Linked DNA regions of Triticum aestivum: regions 1 and 2 are each linked to region 3. Evidence: chromatin contacts called from public Hi-C data. All regions are on one chromosome and are shown on one strand. The core of a region is the stretch at or near the end of the contact, and the rest is flanking DNA. Distances in the headings are between cores, read along the strand shown.

Region 1 (2,700 bases), core at 113-2,612, 480 kb after region 3:
TCTTCTTTTCCCTTTTATATCTGACAAAACACACCAGAAGCAAAGCCAACAGCCCCAATGCAATGACGCCCCCAACAACGCCGACAGCAATCTTCCATGCGTCCGAACTACCCTTATCACGACCACCATTAGTCGGTATTGGTGGGGCAATTGCGCCTGAAGGCCCTGGAGCAGGAGCAACCTCACTGGAGTTCACCACTATGGAGAAGTGCCCTCGGCGATAGGTTGCACACACGTTGTTTGCCTCCAAGCCCCGGAACTGTGGCACCCCATCCAAATCAAACCACACACACTGCGGCGCTGGACTGCCTGGGGGCACCGCCCTCACATTGCTGAAACTCACAGAAATCGGGCTCCCTGACGCGACGATGCTCAGCTCGGACAATCCCGTTGCTGACAAGTTGGCAGCGTCGTAGACCAGCAGCCCGAGAATGGGCGAGAGGTAGGTGTAGCCGGGGAGCGGGTAGTACTTCTCCGACAGCTCGCCCAGGTTGTGGTACACGAGCACCACCCTCTCGACGTACGGCTGCACGATGACGCCAGGGGGGATGCTGAACTCGAAGTAGTCGGAGAAGCCTTTCCTCCGCAGGCTGCCGCTGCGCAGGCGGAGCCCGGACACCGCGACGCCGGCGAGGTCCGCAGGCACGGTGGCGTTGTAGACAATGCCGGTGTGCGGCCGGACGAAGGCCCGGTACGCGTAGTCCTGCAGCATTGCGTCCAGGGCCCTCGCCGGCGACGGTGACTGTGCCGCCGCCGGAGAAGAGCCCAAGAAGAGCAGCTGGAGGAGGCAGGCGCAGATCAAGAAACCCATCCCGGCACGCCTCCGCCGCGAGCGAGGATCCAAGAAGGGGACCGCCGGAGCCGAGCAAGAGTCAGGTCAGGATCCCCTCCTCATCCGCATACGAGGACCTCCGAAACGAGGACGAGATTCGGAGCGGGGGAGGACGGGCATGCGCGGACCGGAGGCCGGCGGCAGGCGAGCTAGCAGATCCAAAGAAGCAGCCGGGCTGAGCAGAGCAGCCACAATGGCGAGGCAAGTTATGCGCGCGTCCAGAGTCCAAACAGGTGGCAGGCAATTTCGGCAAGAAACCAGGGAGGCGGCCGGGAAAGGAAGGGAGCAAAGGATTGGATGGCGAGAATCGGGAGGAGGGGAGGAGCGGCGGGATCAATCCGGGCCGGGGACGCCGGAGTCCACAGAAATCCGCGCGCGCCTGCCCCCACGGGCGGATGATTGCGACGGCGGGGGTTTGGGGATTCGGCAGCGGGGGTCGGGGTGGAGAGAGAGTGAGGTGAAGGAGAGAGATTTTAGGGAGAGAGAGAGACAGGAAGGAAGGAGAGAGGTTTTAATGGGGACGCATTTTTTCAGGGGCTCGGATGGAAATAAATTTCTCCCTGGTTTTTCCCGCAATAAAATACGCGGGCTCACAGTTGGCACGTCCGCCCCTGCGGAGTTACCGCTCTGCCCCTGGACAGCTGGGCTTCTGCTGCTTCTGCTCGCTGGAGAGTGGGGTCCAGGTGTGAGGGGTTCGTTTGTGGACGGGAGATCAGAAGGGGCTTTATTGTAAAATGGCGGTGCTGCTGACTGACCTGTGGGGCCGGGCGAGCCATCTCGAGCGGCCGGCGGAGAACGCCTTTGTTCCCAACGTTTGGATGCTCCTGTCCTGGGAGAGATGATTTGCGAGGTGGGGTCTTTTTGTAAAGCCGTGTGTTTGTAGGTCGCTGAGGTGTGGGACCCCTGAGCTGAAGCCCACCGGCAGTGAGCGTGATTGCTAAACTTTTGTCGAGTCCTTTGCCAACGACTGGATTCGAGAACTGGTTATCATGATCGTGCTATAACGGTATTAACGGGTCTACTGTCGCTCCCGTGGACTGGATAAATTTCATAAAATCACAGTATATTCTCCACCACAGATTTCTTGGTCAGAGACGGCGCTGAGGATGCGACGACATAGGATTGCCGTGCAGGGATGGTTCGCGGCATCGAAGAAGATGGATGGGGTGAGCCGGGATTGGCGGCTTCATCGTCGTGGCGATAGTCGCCCATGCTATAATTGTTCAATTTTTTTTTGTAAAGTTCTTCGATGAGAGATGGAATCTAATTGTATACCATATCGATCAAAAAGGCAGGACAAGCGTTCTCTTTGAACTGGCGGATTTTTGGACAAATTCTTTTTATAAAAAAACTCAGGTTCGTTTAGGGCACATCTAGATATGCTCTGGTTATTATACATCTATGTCACTCAATCAAATTAGAAATAGAAGGAGAAAAGACAAAAGAAAATGTTTGCATGAATCTTAGCGTAAAATTAATGACATAAGACTTAGATGAGCAATACTTAAAGCACATAGAGATGTGCTTTAGCAAAACTGAAAAAACTTCTATGAGTAAATTTCACCTCAAATGAGATGTTGTGTTTCATGGCATGTTATTATTCTCAAACTGACAAAGATGGCTCCATATGTCACAATGACGTCATAGTTGGCTAGGTACACAAGTCAAGTTGTGCTTGCTAAGGATGCGCCTAATATGATGCACAACCCATAGACATACATGTTCATTGATATATTTGTATATAATTCTCATTGAATTGATGAAATTTCACATACTCTTTGTATGCCCCTAAATAGTGCACGTTAGTTGTGAACATGCTTGTCGCTGTGTCACCCATAAGGGGTATTTTAAATGTAATTAAAATAGTA
Region 2 (2,700 bases), core at 40-2,539, 410 kb after region 3:
TGGTGACGGCGTCGTGCAGGAGGCGGCAGAGGAACGCTGCGGGAAGGGGCGCGTCGTCCGCTGAAGGGAGCACGGCGACAACAGACTCGAGGAGGGCGCGGTGGTCGGAAGCTTTGCCGTCGGCCAGTAGGAGTTCCGCGTAGGCGGTGGCCGCGGCGACGAGCACCTCAGGACCGGCGCGTCGGCAGCGCAGCGCCGTAAAGACCCTGTGGAACGACACTGGCGAGAGAGCTGCGAGCTCCGACGCCCACCACTCCGGCGGCGACCGCGTCGGGAAAAGCACCTCGTTGCAGATCCGCAGGGCCACGGCGTCGGCCGCGCGCCGGGCGACACCGAGCTCCTCGGCGGCCGTGAGGAGCGGGCCCTCACAGGACCGCAGCACGGCGATCGCGTTGGGCAGCGTCCGGAGACCCGCCTGCGCGAGGAACTCCTCCACGCGGCGCGCGAGGCCGCCGTCGGCCGGCTGCATGTCGAGGAACGCGGCGGCGCAGAGGAGCGCAGCAGCGTTGCGTGCGGATATCTCGAAGTTGGCGCCGTAGCAGTAACGCGCGGCCTTCTCGAAGGCGTCGGCGCCGCCCGGTAGGCCGTCGAGCTCGATCTCGACGGTCGCCGCGGGGTCGGGGCGCGTGGCCACGGCGACGGCCTTGCGGATGTAGCCACACTTGGGCACCATCACCGCCTGCACGGGAAGCATTTTGTTGTGTCCACGTCAGACCATGATCACCGGCGACACTTTTTTCTTGTACACACGCGACGAGGAGCTGGAGAGATCGACCGGCAGGTGGAAGACGACTAACCTTATGAAGAGGGAAGGCGGCGCCGGCGACCCGGACGACGAGGTCCGTTTGTACGTCCTGCGACGACAACCTGCTCGAACCAATCCAAAGAAACGAGACATGAGCATACGAGTGACATGGACGAGCAAGCAATTCTCACTGTGCAAAGACATGGTCACGTACCACTGGCTGGTCCTCTCCATGGAGCTGGATCTGGAAGAAGCTTGCATGGACAGCAAAGCACCGGTGAGGCGCGCGTGTCTAGAGCTAGAAGAAGGCGTGCGTTCGTGCAACTCGAGCTCTGCCCCGGGAGGCAGCATTCCGATCACCACGGGATATATAGAGATTCCATTAAAATTCTCTGTCCAAGTATTTTCTTGTGATGGCGGAGGGCTCCATTTTTGCATGGCTGGTGTTTGGTCAGCGTGTCCATGATAGGTACGTGCATGTGTTCGGGGTTCGGGAATTTGATTGGATTGGATGGCGTCTTGGTTCTCGGCATTGCATGCGAGCATGCCACTAGTGGCCAGTGTTTGATGTGGCTCTGTTCCGTGGAAGGAGCGGCCCGGCGACAATCCGGACAAGTTGCTGGCCTCCGTCGTGTTTGATGGCAACCTATGCATGTTCCGTAGTACTTTACACTGGTTATTTGATCAGCACATTTGTGGGTGTAATCTACATCACGTGGTTAAATACTGGCTTTACATTTACAATCACACAAAAGTTATATGTAAAGGTGTGTTCTAAAGTCCCCCAAGCTTCCCAAACTCCACAGATTCAGCTTCTCAACATCGCTTCTAGAATCTAGCTTCATGAGTCTCAGGCGTTCGGGGTGGCTTCTCACGAGAAGTTTTGGGAGTTGAGAGTTGGGCGTTGCCAAATAGGCCCTAAGTCGCCTAAATTTGGAATTTGGGCCATTCGATTTTTGATTGAATGAAGAAACAATCGGAAGAAGCTCGCCGGAGAAGCTCTCCCATTATCTATCTTTAGGGTGGCAAACACCCCCATTATCTATCTCAGGGGTGTTAGGGTGGTGCAAGTTTGCCGGAGAAAATGTTTCATGGCTGGGGTTAGAGAGATGGATGGTGGGGGCGGTAGCACGGCGGTGGGCGGCGGTTGGGGGAAGGGTGAGGTGGCGAGGTTGGCTCCGAAGCGTCGCCGACCGAGGGTAGTGGTGGCTCGGTGGTTCGAAGAAAGAAGACGATGTCTCGAGGTCGAAGACGCTCATCTAGACGTATGTTTTCCATCGGATGGCTGAAACCGGTCGATTGACCCAAATCGCATTTTCACTCGACTAGTTTCTAGCTAGTCCCTTCCAATCACATTGTTAATGACATTGTTTATGATATATATCTTTCATTTAATAAGTGAGCTACAAAAAGTAAACCCGGTGCTACAGGATGCACTCAGTCAACACAGACAAAAGCGTATCAAAGGAATACTACTTTTTAACACAGTACATGCGTAAACACCCATATATACGCACATACACTCACTTCTATGGACGGATGCGTGCATCCTACTCTTGAGACCGAGTCAACACGTTATCTTAAGATTAATGAAGTCACCACAGACGCCTCGTAGTCGATGAAATTGTTTTTCTCACACTGGATGAACGTACAATAAATCCAAGAAAAATGCGAGCACCGATGATCCAGAATTTGCACTCTAATGGGCTGGTTCCACCGCAATTTTTTTTAACCATCTGAAAGACAATCGGTTCGCAGCAAAAGAATAGTTAGAAATGAAAGAACGGCCAAAGACGACGAAGAGCTGATTCGAAAGCCAAAATCCAGATTTTGGTAAGTGGATAAGACGAGAGCCAACCCAGCGAACCAGCTAAAACAGCCGTCGTGATCAGCTTCACCCTCCTCGCCATCGACTTCCCTTTTCATCCCTCAACTGTTGTCGCAGCATTCCAAGA
Region 3 (2,804 bases), core at 19-2,518:
AAATGGATAAATGGTTTAAGGGTGTAAGTAAAGCTGGTTTAGGGTAAACATTACCATTCAATTTGTAAGCAAATAACTCAAATCAGGCCTACGTAATTCCCATTTTAGATAAGCTTACGTGTTATTCCAAAAGAAAAAGGAAAATAAAAGGACCGAGTCAAAGGTGCTGAAGTGTATATATGGATTGCCATCATTTCGGACTTTTGGTTCCGCTGCCTAGACATGAAGCTTAACATGGTATCAGAGCCTAAGGTCTTGAGTTCAAGTCCTGGCTTTCGCAGTTAATCCAAAAATTGCTACTGCCCCCCTCTATGTCCATGTATAGGCCTCTTGAGCCATACCTCTGAGTCTATTCACATATTGACTTCCCGCGTCAAACGTAAGAGGAAGTGTTGAAGTGTATATGTGGATTGCCTAGCCCTTTCCATCAGTTCGGACTTTTGGTTGCGTTCAGTCTTTATCTTTTCTCAGGAACCAGCATTAGCCACTGATATACAAGCCAACCAAGCAGAATGTTTTACCTTAACCAAGCTTTGCAGTAACACTTTAATTGCTGGATCAGATAACTCATCAGAAGTTACTCTTCAATGGCCACTAGAGCACAGCCTCCTTGCCCCAGCTCACATACAGTGCCTCCTCCCTTTGCTGTAAAATGATAGCATCAACTCCATCTTGTGCCTTTTCCCCTTGCTGACCACGAGTTCTGGTGCCTCACAAAACGAGATGACAAACTCAGCTATCCTATGCAGAGATTCAACCTTTCCTTTTCCAGCGACACGGAGAATTTGCTTCATATAATTCACGATGGGAAATTAGGAATGCAGTCTCACATCATATAAACTGTGGAAAATCGTGGAAAAATTTCATTGAAACTCATGGCGTTCGCATCTCACACTGTTAATCATGGAAAATTTGTTGACGCCTAGGAATAGAACCTATCCAGCAAACTGTTTGATCGAACACAGCAACTCGACCACGCATTCGATCGAACAGGTGCCGTGCTACTGCCCTACACCACGGACAGCCCCTATCCTCAGCATGGTATAACTGCTCACCTGGCATGGGACACCTCCCTGGCGTCGTAGAGGAAGGCGCTATTGTCGAACGTGGAGGTCCGCGGCAGCGGGCGGCGGCGGGTGGCGGCGGCGGCCTCGTCGACGGCAGCAGTTGCTACATGCAGGCGGCGCCGCTCCACCATTCAGTGTTACTCTGCCGCTCTAATGTGAGACCACCGTGCGGGTCCCACACCCTGACCGCTTAAACACACTTCGACGCTGACGGGTGGGCCTCACGTGACAGGAAGGGAAACACACCGCGAAGCTTTGGCTAATCCAACCAACAGAGACGGCGCGCATGGCGACCGCGGCGGCGGCGGCGGTGGCGTCGCTCCGGTACTTCCCCTCCTCCGTCAGGAACCGCAGCTATCCCGGAACTATCGGCGGCGGCGCTGTGCTCACGTTTTCTCCGCGGCGGGGCCGCTGTGGGACGGCGGCCATGGCCGCGCCTTCGCGGGAGGCGGAGCCGGCCTCCTCGCTCGGGGACCTCACCCGCGTAGACTTCCCCATCCTCGACCAGGTCTCCCCTGCCCATCTCCGGCTCGTCTCGTTGTTTGGTTGTTCGTGCCATTCCAGTCCAATTTTGAATTTGATTAGTGAAATACAGTACTATTTACAGTCGCGCATCTAATTATGTTTGTTCCCAATAAATTATGGGATCGCTCTTGATTGCGGCGCGTCTAGTTACTCCTGATTACAACATGTATTGCTGCTGCCTAAAAATATTTCCATTTGTTCATAAGAGGGTCCATGCTTCACCGTACGGAGTTCGAATTGCTGTTCTAAGGCGGTGTGTACGCAATTGAAGCGAGTGGCCATGAGGTTTTTTTCCCAACATGGATGGCAGCATAACCTCCGGCCCATCACCTCCTTCGACATAGGCATAGTGACGGTCCTATTTGACTCTACTGGTGCCGATATGTCAATTTTCTGTCTTTTTTCAGACTGTTTGTGTTTGGCTGTGTGCATCCTAGCTATGCAGAGGCCGGGTGTTTCTCATCATGATTTCCTCTTGATGCTACGTTATGAGTTAATAAAAGCGCTCTTTATCGGAAAAAAAATGTTCATAAGATAGATATGGGCTTTTAGCATATCACCTTGTCTGGTGCAGTTACCACTACGGATAAGCTGATATAAGTTTCACTCAGCTTTCTCTTGATTCGGTCATGCGTGTAAAAGATCCGTTTGTAGGGCCCTCCAGAACAAAGTTGTTTTATTCAATGTGGATTCCGTAACTGCAAAACTATTGTTGGTTTACATGTTGGATTCTTTCGTTATTACTATGTCACAAACTTTACCTTACAGTTTGTTATGTATATACTTTTGGCATTCGAGTGAGGTGGTTTTTATCATTTATGATCATCGGAACTTGCAGGAATTTGATGGTAATAAATTAGTTTACTTCGACAATGGTGCAACATCACAGAAACCCTCTCATGTGATGAAAGCCTTAGACGACTACTACCGATTTTATAATTCGAATGTTCATCGTGGCATTCATGCTCTCAGGTAAATTTTTAATTTGTCCTTTATGTCTTAATTGGGTGTTGTAACTGTAAAATACCCACTAGTACCATGAATTTGGATGCATATTCTCTATCTCTAAGTGTGAGTAAAGCAAGGCTGTGGCCCTGATGTAATATCTGGCTCTAGACCCCTAGAGGCGTTGAGCTGTGCAGGAGAAAACCCTTTTTTTTAGGAACAGAAGATTGCCCTTTTACTCTCCTAGTAGGAATATGTATGTGAATC

Evidence for each region. A called contact is a pair of places that touch in the nucleus more often than the background predicts.
Region 1: a Hi-C map of leaf shows a contact between it and region 3, with 5 times the contacts expected there. The contact joins the promoter of LOC123096505 here to the promoter of LOC123096499 in region 3. A contact is called at or near these places in 2 of 5 Hi-C or Micro-C datasets (both in leaf).
Region 2: a Hi-C map of leaf shows a contact between it and region 3, with 4 times the contacts expected there. The contact joins the promoter of LOC123096504 here to the promoter of LOC123096499 in region 3. A contact is called at or near these places in 4 of 5 Hi-C or Micro-C datasets (leaf and an unstated tissue).

Annotation. Positions count from the first base shown.
Region 1 is chr4D:101,826,396-101,829,095 of IWGSC CS RefSeq v2.1, forward strand. LOC123096505 reads right to left here and starts at 1,363. Exons shown (of 1, transcript XM_044518246.1): 1 at 1-1,363. The coding sequence starts at 811.
Region 2 is chr4D:101,762,885-101,765,584 of IWGSC CS RefSeq v2.1, forward strand. LOC123096504 (root phototropism protein 2) reads right to left here and starts at 1,290. Exons shown (of 3, transcript XM_044518245.1): 1 at 960-1,290; 2 at 798-867; 3 at 1-679. The coding sequence starts at 1,183.
Region 3 is chr4D:101,349,649-101,352,452 of IWGSC CS RefSeq v2.1, forward strand. LOC123096499 (cysteine desulfurase 1, chloroplastic) reads left to right here and starts at 1,269. Exons shown (of 10, transcript XM_044518241.1): 1 at 1,269-1,575; 2 at 2,431-2,564. The coding sequence starts at 1,354. It overlaps LOC123096501 (methylesterase 17), which reads left to right. Exons shown (of 4, transcript XM_044518243.1): 4 at 1-61. LOC123096502 (a long non-coding RNA gene) reads right to left here and starts at 1,223. Exons shown (of 3, transcript XR_006446645.1): 1 at 1,056-1,223; 2 at 522-788.